Linked DNA regions of Mus musculus: all the other regions are linked to region 3. The links are chromatin contacts, called in public Hi-C and HiChIP or PLAC-seq maps. All regions are on one chromosome and are shown on one strand. The core of a region is the stretch at or near the end of the contact, and the rest is flanking DNA. Distances in the headings are between cores, read along the strand shown. Region 1 overlaps Gm32210 (a long non-coding RNA gene). Region 2 overlaps Gm32210 (a long non-coding RNA gene). Region 3 has its middle 100 kb from the start of Gm32137.

What was found. Hi-C and Micro-C count contacts between places; a contact is called where the count stands out from the background. HiChIP or PLAC-seq counts read pairs in DNA pulled down with a chosen protein or histone mark.
Region 1: a contact with region 3 is called in an H3K27ac HiChIP or PLAC-seq map of embryonic fibroblasts, with 3 times the contacts expected there. The contact joins two enhancer-like sites. A contact is called at or near these places in 1 of 15 datasets of contacts at CTCF or cohesin (the NIH/3T3 cell line), 5 of 484 Hi-C or Micro-C datasets (adipose-derived mesenchymal stem cells, embryonic fibroblasts, embryonic stem cells and 2 more) and 3 of 115 datasets of contacts at active chromatin or transcription factors (the NIH/3T3 cell line, embryonic fibroblasts and fibro-adipogenic progenitors).
Region 2: a contact with region 3 is called in a Hi-C map of the C2C12 cell line, with 5 times the contacts expected there. The contact joins two enhancer-like sites. A contact is called at or near these places in 1 of 39 promoter capture datasets (the 3T3-L1 cell line), 2 of 15 datasets of contacts at CTCF or cohesin (both in the NIH/3T3 cell line), 16 of 484 Hi-C or Micro-C datasets (the C2C12 cell line, MC3T3-E1-derived osteoblasts, adipose-derived mesenchymal stem cells and 5 more) and 4 of 115 datasets of contacts at active chromatin or transcription factors (the NIH/3T3 cell line, embryonic fibroblasts, pancreatic cancer cells and 1 more).

Annotation. Positions count from the first base shown.
Region 1 is chr2:117,707,574-117,712,013 of GRCm38.p6, reverse strand. It overlaps Gm32210 (a long non-coding RNA gene), which reads right to left. Exons shown (of 3, transcript XR_374901.1): 2 at 1,253-1,366. Among named protein-coding and RNA genes, the nearest start is that of Gm32210, 4.8 kb to the right of the region's middle. Within about 2 kb of position 1,588, at least 34 of the 459 cell types and tissues checked have an H3K27ac peak or open chromatin away from gene starts, as enhancers often do. A contact at or near this core is called in embryonic fibroblasts, where this site is marked.
Region 2 is chr2:117,728,755-117,733,138 of GRCm38.p6, reverse strand. The region is part of intron 2 of Gm32210 (a long non-coding RNA gene); the gene reads right to left. Among named protein-coding and RNA genes, the nearest start is that of Gm32210, 26 kb to the right of the region's middle. Within about 2 kb of position 1,683, at least 38 of the 459 cell types and tissues checked have an H3K27ac peak or open chromatin away from gene starts, as enhancers often do. A contact at or near this core is called in the C2C12 cell line, embryonic fibroblasts, granulosa cells and 1 more, where this site is marked.
Region 3 is chr2:117,540,452-117,544,899 of GRCm38.p6, reverse strand. No RefSeq gene overlaps it. Among named protein-coding and RNA genes, the nearest start is that of Gm32137, 100 kb to the right of the region's middle. Within about 2 kb of position 2,404, at least 38 of the 459 cell types and tissues checked have an H3K27ac peak or open chromatin away from gene starts, as enhancers often do. A contact at or near this core is called in the C2C12 cell line, embryonic fibroblasts, granulosa cells and 1 more, where this site is marked.

The DNA.
Region 1 (4,440 bases), core at 339-2,838, 170 kb before region 3:
TCATGGGTTTTAGGCACTTGGAATACTGTGTATCACACAAGCCAAACATTTATATAGTATAGATGTGTATAGTTGTGTTTATTCTCTATTTATTAGGCTATATTAAAACAGTAAAACATCAAGAAATTGTTTGTTTAGTGGGTACTAAAGTATGAGAAATATAAGGCATTTGTTGCTATAGTTAGGGCTCTGATGAGGACACACCAAAGACATTCAAGCAAAGTTATAACAGAGGGTGCAGTCAGTACAGAAAGGGAAGGCAGAGGAAGAACCTAACCTGGGATCAAGGGGAAAAGAAGACAGTACTGTCACTTCTCTTGGATCCTCACAGCTAGCCTTTCCTTGAAGAAAAAGAGGGGGATGGGAGGAAGTACTTGGTAGTAATTTCCCTTTGTGAATAGATCACTAGAACATGAGAGGGTTTTTTTTTATGAATGGATCATTAAAACATGTGGCTTTTTATGCTCAAGGCTCCCTTGTTTTGATCATCACTGAGTACATTTGAGTAGGGGATGAATAGATTCTGGCTTAGCCTACAGAATGAGCATAAAGGGTCCTGATGTCTTTTGATCAAGGATTGATTTGTTGGGATTGCTTTTTAGATGATTTAGGCTGTAGCGTCTACAAGGCAGCTTGCACGAAGATACCAGAGAGGTTGTGAGAGGGAATGGTGACCCCACTGCAGCACTCTGGTCTTCACCAAGTGCTGCTATGGGGTTTTGAACACCTACAGGATCCATGACTGAGGGGAGTGCAGGCCTCTGTTGGTGCTTCATTTAGGTCTTAACCATATGAGGTAGGAGATCATGGGCCAACCTCAGCAAGAGCCACCATGCGAAGAACCTAGTAAAATGTGTATAATCCACACATGGGAAAACTCAGAGATTCCTTGTGAATACCAGTGGCCTAAAGTTAAACAAATGGTGACAGCAAGTCTGAACAATTTAATTGATGCCAAATGAGTATGGCCATAATGTCCCTGAAGCAGGACAAATACTGGCTAAGGCTCTGGACCTACCCTGAGGATCAGATGCTAAGCAGCGCCTACCACATACCCGGGGAGCCCCTGTTTAAAAATACCCAGTGCTCTCGCTTTGATTTTAGTAAAGTGAAGTTTGAATATAAATCAGAACATTCATCTTTATCAGCTTGTTTTCTGTTCTTGAAAGCCCTAGCTAAAGCTGTCAGTTAATATCTGTAGTTCAGATTAGAAACGACAGAGGAAACATCAAAGGACTGGAACTTTACATACCCAGTAACACAACAGCCTCTCCATTAGGTCTCCTGAGAGATGGACATACAAAAAAATCCCTATTGTGGGAGCCAGGAGGGAGCAGGAAGCTTGGGCTGAAGTCCAGGGCTGTCTCTGGGATAAGTAAAAAGCATTTGAGTTAGTTCCCAGCATGGAGGTGCTAAACGCCACAAAACTGAGTCATGCATTGGTCCGTCATCAAAGATAAACTGTTACCAAATGAATCAAAAATTTTAAGCCTCTGAGGTAAAAGAGAAGTTTCTGAGCTCATACTCTGTCTAGGCAAGCTTTTGAGTGTTTTCTTGGATGAACCCACTCATATCCGCTTGCCTTAGGTGGCAGACTACGCCACTGACGCCAGAGAGTGGGGCATGGAAGGAGGTCCTGGAATGGCTCTGTCTGATCTGGTTAGGGCTCCTTCCTCCCTCCTTCTCTGGTGGGAGTGGTATCCACCAAGCCACAGAGAGCCTCTTACCTCATCCCTCACTCTGATGCCTGCTTCCCGATATGAGGACTAAGCCAACTGATGTCTCTGGTTAATCATAGGTCTAACAGCCCTGTGACAGCAGGCCTTTCAAAACCTTCACTTCCAAGTTTCCCAAAATAGTCTTCTCAAATGGACAACAGCTTCTTTGAGGTACAACTCACCCATTGTGCATTTTGCTCACTCATTTTTGAGTGCATTTGTGGAGCTGATCAACCATCACCACAATTAAGTTTTGAACATTTTCATCACCTTGGAAAACCCAATCCCTTTTTACTGACACATTCAATTTTTTTAGAACTCTTTCAACTTCTGTAAACCATAATTTACTTTGTGCTGTTATGGAGCCCTTTATCTTATAACTGATGAAATGGGATCTCCCAGCAATTTGCCTTTTGTGACTTGCCCTTTTGACTAGCATGTGTGAGGCTTTTGAGGTGTATTTATACCGTATCATGGAACAATATTTCATTAGTTTTATGGCAGAACAATTCTAGTGTATGGGCCTACTGTGCTTTGCTGAAATGTTCAGGAGTGGATAGATTCTTGGTCTGTTCCCATCTTTTGGATATCGCACACTGTATGAGACTATAAGGATGTGTGTTCTCACCTTTCTTGGCTTTACACCCAGGAGTGGAATTGCTAGTTGGTAAGGTCTCTTAGTGCTTACTCTTTCAGAGATCTTAATAGACTGCATTCTAAAGCAGCGGGATCATTTTATATTTCAAACAGAAGTGAATAAAAATTACCATTTCTTCACATCACCACTATTGCTTGTTATTCACGGTCTTTTCTTTTGTAATCACACATCCAGGTATAGAGTGCTAGCTAGAGTTTCTTTATTAATTTGTTTATTGGGATAGTATTCTTGGGTAGTGTCTTCGTATTATTCAAACACTGAGTTCTGTGAAGCGGAGAGCTGAATGCAGAATGAGCTTTGGTTATGTTAAGTATCACCTGTCTCAAATGTTTTGAGAACATCTTTTCCATCACCTTCCGATTGGTTTAATAAAAAGCTAACTAGCCTATAGCAAAGAAGAAGAGAAGAGGCAAGACTTCTGACAGAGATAAGAACTCTGGAAAAGAGTCAGACCCTGTTGCGCTCACCTCGTCCAGCAAGAAAAAAATGCAACACGGTCGGATTCTTCTCAACAGCCTTTTTTATTTCAGGAACACCTCAATGCTACGGGAACTCCGGAAACCCAGGGAGGACTGCTTATATACACCCCAGCACTGGGGAGAGCTATGTGTCCTCCTGGGATTGGTCAGTCTTCCGGCACTTTGATTTGTATGCACCTGCTTGGGAGGGGTTGGCACCAGATTCGGGCTAGCGCCTGCGCAGTGGCATTGTTTACAGATGTACGGGAGGCCGGCGCCATCTTTTAGGCGCCCGGCTGCCTACAAGACCCCAGAACATTTGCCAGCCAGATGCCGATGAAGTAGCACATATGAAATTGAGGAACAGTAAGGAGTCATTTGGCCGAACACAGATTAGGATTAAAAGGTTAATTTAAGAGCTAGTTGGGAACAAGCCTAAGCTAAGGCCTAAAGCATTTATAAACATAAAAGATTTCTGTGTCATTATTTGGGAGTTGGAGCCTCAGAGAAAGTCGTTATATTTGTTCCTTGACAACTGCATACCTTTGTATAACACATTTTGATCACACTCACTACCCCACCTCAGTCAATACTCCCCTGCTTTGAACAAGTTCCATCCCCCACTAACAATAATGTCTTTTTGTTTTGGCCTTGGTTTTGGTTTGTGACCCATGGAGTTTAACATGTTCTACATGACTAATCTACAGTCTCCATACAAAAGACCCTCCTTATTAATGTATGTTAAAATATGATAATCTTAGAGATCACCAAGGCTCAGCTCATAAATGGGAGTTGTATCTTTATAAAAGAGATCTTAAGAGACGCCCCCCCCCCAAGGACTTCTACCATATGATATTATGTTGCAAACAGTCTAAGAACTTGATCCTTACCAGACACCTAATCTATTGGTGCCTTCATTTTGAACTTCCCAGCAACAAGAACTGAGAGAAATACATTTACAATGTCTGTAATCTATAATCCACAAAGTCTATAGTGTTCTGCTACAGCAACCTCAGCAGGCTAAAGACTATCCTACCAAACCACTTGCGACTATGTAGGTGTTTCTGAGGGTGATTAGCATCTATAATCATTTAAAGGGATGTCGAAGAATCCTAGAAAGTGTGGCAGCCTGATCCAGCTGCAAGCCTTAAGAGTGGAGTCCAGGTTCCTCTTAAGAGAAACATGGGTCTGGGATGCAGCTTCCACTCTGGCCCCAGAGTCCCAGCCTGCCTTTTCTTAGCCAGCCTCATGGATTTCAGGCTTGCCTTGCTAGCCACTTACATAGACTTAGAAGGCAATTCTTTATCCCATATCTATGTAATATATCCTAGCCTGTTCTATTTCTCTGGCAAACCTTTGGCTGATAGAAACACAAACCAACTTCTCTGTCTCAACGGATTTCTGTTATTACTGGCACAGAGAACGTAAAAAAAAAAAAAAAAGCTGTGTAAGGGATGAAAATATCTTCCAAAGGAAGAAAGTTTACTCCACAAGTGATTTGCTGTTGGTCATGGCACCCTTTGCTACCTCACCTGACTGCTCATCCTCTGCCTTCCTCCCACACCTTATCCTCCAACCCTTGACAACAGCACTGCTTCTCTGCTGG
Region 2 (4,384 bases), core at 434-2,933, 190 kb before region 3:
CAAAGAACTAGTGTGTGTGTGTGTGTGTGTGTGTGTGTGTGTGTGTGTGTTTTCAAGACCAATATTTAGGGCTATGGTTATTCCATTTTGAAGTGCTTACCTAGCATGTATTAGGCCTTACATTCATTTTCTAGTCCTACCAAAAATTCAAAACAACAAAAATTTTCTATAAAACCAACTCCCCCCCCCCTTTTTTTTTCAAATAACTCCTGGACTTGCTCATCCTTTTGGTCCAGTGAGACTGACTCTAAGTTTAGGAAACTCTGAGATTGACTACACAGAAGTCTCGCATTGTAAAATCACAATAACTATCCCTGTTGGAGCTTCCCTATGATTCTATTCACAGACCTTTGAAAATTCTATGGTTAAATGATTTCTCTCAATAACAGTAATAGTATGCCAGTCCTGAACACTCTCCAGCATGTTCTGAATGTACTCATACAAAGGGATAGAGGACATTTAGCAGAGAGTCTCATGACTAAGGTCAAAGGTGGGACATGTACAAGAAGGAGACACTTGGTGGCCTGTGTTACTTATGCAGAGATCCTGTGGGACTCCAATCCTGGCAGTGTAAGTGCATTGATAGTCATCATAACCTCAGCCTTAGTATCCGAAATAGACAGAGGCTTACTTTCTTGGGCTGGAAGAACAATTATCTGCCAAGTGGGAGATATACTTGCTCCTCCTTAATGGGTCATCACAGCAAATGTTGAGTAGCAATGACCTCATTCTATACCACTGTGTCCAATGTTTGATGTTAGAAGGGCTATAAAAGCTTTTTTCTAGATAGTTAAGTTGGATTGAACGATAAACAGTATGAAAGTTTCTGGTCTTCAAAGGCAAACTTATTTAAGTGAAATCTAGGCAAATAGCAGATCAAGTTAAGAGAAAATCATTTCTACTCGGTGAAGAGGTTATTTTTGTGGTGGCAGCCCCAGCAGAATCATTCACAGCACTCAGAAGTCATTATTGGAGCTCGCTTTTGGCAAGCCTGAAGCATTATGTGATCCAGAGAAATACTTTCTAATTATTAAAAACATGATATTGAAGGAACAAATGTTGTTGGCACCCACCAAGTGTATAATTGATTCAAAAGTCCAGTCCCAAAATAATTGTAACAAAACCATGTCTGTGAAACCTTCGCTGAGAATATGTGAGTGAGTGGGTACCACATTTTCTGCCCTTTAGTAGGATTTGGGAGTTAGATTACATGCTTTGTCTTTGGAACTAAAATGAAGAGCTGTTGCCCCAGGGAGACTGTAACTGAGGCCATGTGAAATAACTAAGACATTAAAATGGCAGACAAGCACTTGCTAGATTCATAAAATGTTTATTACATTGGCCTGTTGAATTCTCCTGACTGGAGAAAATGCTATCTCTCTTTAGAGAGATAGAAAATGAAATGGGCTGTGTGAAGTGAGGTGGAGGGGAGAAGAAAAAAGGAGAGGAAATGGCCAAAGCCAAGCAGAGCAGCTGTAATAGAGGAGGGTCAGGTAGGGATACAGAATGGCCTTGAATATGTGGATGGATGGATATATGGATGGAGGCACTGTTTTAAGCCACTCTGTTGTTAGACTGAAAGCAGTGAATTTGGAGAAGTAGCCAGACTGCTGTGCTTAGGGTCACACAACTGTTAGTATACTTCAGAGTTTGAGTTCCCAGGGTGTTGCCCAGTCATTCCTGTGGTTTGTCTCAACATGACAAGCGTTCTTGAGAAAGTTGTGGTCACAGTAGTTAGCCACTTGAATGACAAGACTGAAATAAGTGTCCATCTATTAAGGAGGGTATGTATTTTCAGAGCTTAAACAAGCCGCTAGATGGAGGATGCCTGGTGCTCAGAGTCATGGTACACAAATGTACTATTCAAGTTGGAATTGTGGAGCCTTGCTCTATTCTTTACCTTCTATTTGTCTCCTGATAGGACCAAAGACCTATTCAGTGCCTCTGGATTTCTTCCTGGACTTCCCCTGAAGCTTATCCAGGGGCAAGGGCAGAGTACTGCATATTCTGGCTCCTGGTCTTGCAATTTCAGTTTCTATGATGACCTTAGGATTTTTCTTCTTCTCCACTTCTTTGCAGATCATTCAATTCAGCTCACTTCCTTAGGACAAGTCATTGCTTGCTGACTGACTATGCATGTGCCTGGCCCTAGGATACAAAGATATCTGAAGTCTAATAAATCTCCAGTTCACTCTTCACCACATGAATATCTTCTTCAGAGTCTGAAAGTACCTGTCATTCAATAGCTGTGTGATGCTGAGGTTACTTCAGCCTTTTGTGCCTCACATCCTTCATCTGATGACTGAGATGAGGTTTACAGTAGTTAGTACATATGAGAGTATAGTGTAGATCCTATTTATAGTAAGCATCCAATAAGTATTACATATTTCTATTACTGTATTTAGCTTACTGCCTTCTAAGAAGGGCATATCTTCTATTAGATATTTTCCTTATTTCCAGTCTTCCATTTTATTCCCTACATGCATGTTTTCTTTCTTGTAAGTTCTGTCTGGTATCATAAAAGCTCAGTTGTAAAATTTTTACTCAGCTATAAGAAAGAATAAGATTTATGCTGTTTTCAGGCAAATGAATGGAACTGTAGATCATTGTGTTAAATGAAATAAGCCACACTCGGAATAATATAATATGCTTTTTCTATGATGTCATCCTAGATAAGAAAAGGGGCATGAAATTAAGCAAGATAGAAGGAAGACAGGGGTTAAAATAGCAGGTGACAAATATGATCAAAGTATGTTACATACATATATGAAAGTGCCTCTTATTCACTCTGATCCTGTGGGGAATTATTACAATGCTAAGGCTCATTTGCTGTTTGTCTCTAATAGTTTTATATTTTCAGGCAAGTGCTATATAAACTTTATGCATATGTATTAGATATTATAATGAGCGCTTTTAGAATGTCTGGGCTTATGTTACAATACTTTGGAGGGGTAGACTAGGATCAGATGTTTAAAGCCATTTTCAGCTACATAGTGAGTTTTCTGGCCTATATGAGAACATGTCCCCAAAACGAGTAAAAAACAAAACAAAATTCCACTATTATTTATTACAGGAAGAAATTGTTGAACTGGTTCATTCAGTAAGGGGCAGGATTGTGGCTCACCAAGGTTCAGCTATGCTAAATTAGATTCCCTGTTGATTCTTATATAAATTGAAAAGCAGGTTATGACAAGCCATGGATGGCATCAGCTTTTAAAGAGCCCTGTCCAGGGAACAGTTTCTCTATATTATTTAACTGCCCTTCTCCCTGCCCCACCTCTGGGTGCTAGAAATCCTTTGTTTAGGGCTGCTATAAGGTACTTCTTCCAAAAGAGGATCAGGGAGTACATTTTCTGAGGCAGGGATTAGGATAGGGGTTTCTATGTTATCCAAGGTTCTGGAGACAGGAGAATAATTCCCAAGACAGTCCCTCTGCCCCAGTAGCACATGGCAGGCATGAGTGATCCATAGCCCTTGTCTGGTTACATTTACCTGGATATGTGCGTCTTAGCAAAAGAGCAGTTCTTCACGGTGAATGTTCATAGAAGGAAGAGCTGACACTTGAGAGACCAATTCTGGTCCATAGATCCTGCCCTGGATTCAGAGCTTATTGGATATAATAGTTCCTATGGACCCTGCCTCCTTGTCTTTGTGTAAACTCCTGCCTCTAGGAAGAGCAATCACCATGCTCTTTCCAGAGATGCAAAACCAGGGAGGTCCTTCAAGGTTGCTCTGCTCTACCTCACATTGAGAGGCCCTACATAGGACAGTGCATGGCAGAGAAATTGTGCATTTGTGCATACTGACAAATACTCCCAAGCAGGGACTTTGTTTTCCTTGGTCACTTACTGCAGATTCCAGAGATGATGTCAGAGAGAGAGCCAGAGACTTTAATGCCCACTTTGACTTGGATGATGGAGAAAGGGAAAATTTCTCTCCCTTGATTCATAAGCATTCTGTTCTTAGATGGGATAAAGAATTCTCTGTTAGAATTCTTTAAGCTCAAGCAGTGTACAGCAGCATGCAGTGGGCAGCACACTTAGAAACACCCTCAGCTTTGTTCTTTCTTAGTGTCCCACTCCCTCACTTCCTTCATGATCCCTAACGAAAAAGCAAAACTCATCACACTTTGCCTTTAGATTCTGTGGCTAGGAATTTGATCAAACCATAAAACTCTAGGAATTCACATAGTGAAATAAGATTAAGTCCCGTTCATTTCAGCCCAGTCTGACTTAGTGTGCTACCATCGATCATTGTGGTACACATTTTTTGGGCAAGCTAAACTGTTGAGTTACAACAGCAGCCCTCTAGATCCTTTGGTAAACCACCCCCGCTCTGGCTTCTAAGGAAACCAGCTCCCTAGTCTCTCTGTCTCTCTGTCTCT
Region 3 (4,448 bases), core at 1,155-3,654:
GAGGAGTGAGTCAGGTACTCAGGTGATTTCATGTGAACCTTCTGCCCATCTTAGCTGGGAGGAAAAAGTTGGGCTGGAGGTTTTAGAAAGTAGGGGAAGAGAGGAAGGAGGAGGAGGAAGACAGAGGAAGATGAAGTGAGATGAAGATGGAACAGAACCACACAGCCCAGAGAAGCCGAGAGGAACGTGGATCCCAGCAAGCTGGGAAATAGAGTAGTGTAGTGGAGAATCTGCCCCATCTAGACCTTCAGGTTATAACTATTGTAACTGAATTTTGTGTTTGTGCAGGGGCATATTGGGGTTAGAGATTTACTACAACAAGTATCATTATACATAGTTACCTCTACTTCACGTTAAAAGGAACAGCATCATTGAGTGCTCTATTTATAATCTTATATCCACTCAGTGATAAACTTCACATTGGACCCTATGTTCTGCCTAGCCCAAAACATGTGCTCTTAGCAAAAGACAATCTTGGTTTGATTAAGAATTTTGCTTTTAAGACCTCTGGAACAGCCTTTGTCTTACGTAACTCTCCCACCCATAGTCCTTTTCTCCAAGGTTTAGACTACAACAGTCTTATCTCATCTATGAGTATTCCACAGAGCCTTCCTAATCTAGTACCTTCCAGGTAAGAAGAATAATGTCTCCATCCCAAAGATGCCCACGTTTTTATTCATAGACCCAGTGTGAATGGTATCTTTGCTGAATGGTAGTGAGAGGAGGGAATTAAAGAAAGTAGATAGAATTAAGATGGCTTATCAGATGATTTGGGTATGAAGAGATTAAAGAGCCAATACAATCACAGAGATTTCCAAAGTTGAGAGAATGAAACAAGAAAACCAGTCGATAGAAAACAGAGAACAGATGAAAAGGGTTCCCAAGTCACAGAACATAAGAAGCTTCTAGAAACTAGAAAAATAGAAGAAATATACTCCCACCAGACCACCCAGAATGAATGCTTGATTTTACTCCAGGGTAACCCACTTTGTCCCTCTGACCTCCAGAACCTTGAAAAGACAATTCAACTTTTTGTAAAGAAAGTACAAGACCTGATCCCTTTCTTCTGGCCTCAAACACCCTGTGTTGCCATGTTCCATGTTCCACTAAAGCTCTGGTTAGCTGGGATTTCCTATGGAACTGATATACCCTTGCTAGTTCCCCAATGATGCCACCCTCTGGTAAAAATCAAGAGCTGCCAGTGAGGTGCAGGCCCGCTGCTGGGCTCATGTTCCCTCCCAAGCACATACACAAATAGGAAGAGGACTTCCAGGGTATCATTTCGTAGCCAGCAAGTGTCTTGGGTTTCACTTCAGTGGTTAAGGATGTGTCACCCAGGCGCCTTAGCAAGGGGCACTTCCAACCTTCAATTAAAGAGCTGTCATTTGCTCTATATATTAACATCCAGAACAACAAACACACTGTGACATGGTCATTAGAGACAGCCATAATCCATGGCCCGCTGTGTATTGATGTCAAGCCTGCTGCGCTTGACAACTGAAATAATCCCAAAGAAAGCATGCGCTTTCAGAGCCAGCACTCCAGTGAGGATATCCACCCCTGGCTGCCTTCCATCGTCCCACCTCTATCTTGATTCAACCACAGAGTTTTAAATCCTTTATCTTTTTTACAGAAAGACAACCACTTCTCATACTGGGAACTGTACTACAGGTTTTCATTGGTGGGACCTAGTGGGAAATCTTTACTGCAGGCACATAATAAAATTTCACGTTGTTATGATCCTAATCCAAAGGATGTCATGATAGAATGGACCTTAGGACTGACTTGTAAACGCAACCAACTAAACAAGCAAAACAACCTAGAGGTCATGAAGCACATGGGAAATGGAGAAAAAAACTCTAGATAGACAGAAAGGCTAATGGAAAGTCTCTCCACCTCTCTGTGGAAAGTGAGCAGTTTTCTTTCCACTGAAGAGCCTGTGTTGGTCACATCCTGTCCATACATCACAGATGCAAGTCCCACGGATGCAGCCACCTGAGAGCAGGGGAGAAGATGCATATTATATGCACTGATAAATCACTTAGGAGGCATGATCCTGCACCATCCAAGGAATACAAGGATCTAAATGTTAACTAGGGAAGCAAGAAAAAGAAGTAAACCTCAGCGGCCCAGAGTACTCCGGGGCCCAGAAAACAAAAGCAAAACAAACAAAACTCATGAATGGGTTAAAAAGCAGAGCTTATCTCTTAATGGTGCTGCAGCAACTGTCCAGTGGGCCACTGCGGGGATCTCAATGGGAAGTATCCCTGAGAGGGAATCTGTTGTTGGTACATAATATACAGCATCCTTCCTGGTTATTACTTGATAGGCATGGGCTACCCTCATGCATCCTCATCCAGAGGCTGCCTCCGGGCTGAGTCACAAGGCTCTGGCCTGTTGGCCTGTTGCATGTCAGCAGAGCCAGCTCCCTTGAATGACTCACAGGGACACTTGATGGTCCTAGCATCCTGCAGCAGCAGTCTTCCTCAGAAGGAAGCTAGAGAACACACAGGCTCGCCGACCTCTAAATATGTGTGCATCTTTAGAGGAGTCACTGTTCTTTTACATTATTCTGCCTCTGTTTTTACTAATAAGGTGTTATTTTTATGTGTGTGAGAATATATGTGCTTGTTTAGGTGGGGGTGCACACGTGTTGGTGGGTGCACATGAATGTGTGTGCAATACTTACTGAACTTAGGAGACAGTCTTTAAGAAACAACATCCTTAGGACATCCTTAACAATTCCTATCCCCCTTTTTTTTTGACAGCATCTCTCATTGGCACACACACACACACACACACACACACGGGGGGGGGGGGGGAAGAGAGAGAGAGAGAGAGAGAGAGAGAGAGAGAGATCCAATAAGGTCTTCAAAGTAACTCTGAAAGAATTGCATTCCCATTCTTTTCTCTGAACACAGACACAGAAGATGTTCTTCAAATGGCTATGTTCTGCAAATGCAAATACCCTGTTGGGAAGGTTGTATTTACAAACAGCCAAACACACTGTCTTGTTTTATTCCAATGAGCTCCAATGAACAGAGGAGATGAATATGTGAGGCAAATTGATAGAGACTTTCAGGTTTTCTGGAGAACTTAATAGATTTTTACAGACCTAGCATGGGTCTCTAATATCCTCAAGAAATCGCAGCCCTTTTCAAACTTTTCTTTCTCCTTTGTCGTGATCAGAATTTTCTATGTATTGTCGCCACCTGCTGGGAAATCGTAGGATCGGCTTCTGGTGGCATGTAAGGAGGACACCTAGCCAGCACAGGGAGGTGTGAGAGATGAGATTGTCAAATTCATGCATGGCTTTCATTCCAGAAGGAGTCACTCACCTGGCCTTGGCACTCAGGAGTCTGAGCTTTAATAGTCTTCTGGATTCAGAGCTAAAGTCTACATTCCCGCTGGTAAATCATCTGAGTGTTGAATCACCTCCTCTCTGAAATATTTTCCTTCTGTGTGATCTCAGTGATACTTCTGTTTAGGCTAATTTTCTACTGATGTGTTTTGATCAGGAATGGAAACTAACTACTTCCAGTACTCTGGGGGAAAGCCCTCTGCATGTTTGCAGACTGGTTCACAAGTGTGCCTAGTTTCTCTACAAATGTCTTCAGTTTTGTTTTTCTTTTTCTTTAAATTGACTTTGGCCCATTTTCAAAAAGGTACTCTCCATTTCTATATATCATTCCTAAATACTTCCAACACCTCTGTCTCTTTCCATACTGGGAGAACATGACACCCCATCAAGGAATCTTGCTAAAGGCAAATACAATGGAGCCATTGTCATGTGGACCCCTCTCAGATCATCATTCCCTTGGAAACTATTTTCTCAGCACCTGCGTGAGACACGAAAGCGAGGTCCACAGGGCAGACAGGATGACCGTGCCAGAGAGAGGAGGCAATGCAACTATAGCTGTGCATAGAATGCACAAGGATGCTGATGCTTGGGAGACAGGAGCAGCCATGGGGCTACGAAAGGCCAGGGAAGGGAAAGAATGCTTCCAGCAAGGGTACACGGAAGGCTCTGAGGCAGCAGTGAGACTGAAGAGCTCTTTGAAGAATACGTAGAATTCTGTTGGACTGAAAAGAAGGGGGCTAGGAAGGGACACGGGCTTCTGAAGAGAGTCAAAAAGTCTGATGAACACCCGAGACCATGGGTGTGGATAAAAAGTGCTGGATGTGGTTGCATTGAGTGAGTCATGGGCAGACAGGGAAAAGTGGATGGGATGGATTGTGAAGACATCTCCTACAAGGGGAGCCATTCAAGGATCCAGGTGCTCTGTTCATTTCATGGAACTCCTATTTGATTTTATCACCTTGCATACCAGCTGCTCTCAGTGTCACTTGCTGTCCATCCAGTGTTGGGTCTTAGTTTGGAGTCACTGCTGTAAGCTAGAGCTTGGCTGTCACTGTTTCTCTCTACCTCTGGGCAGCCTGTGTGACAC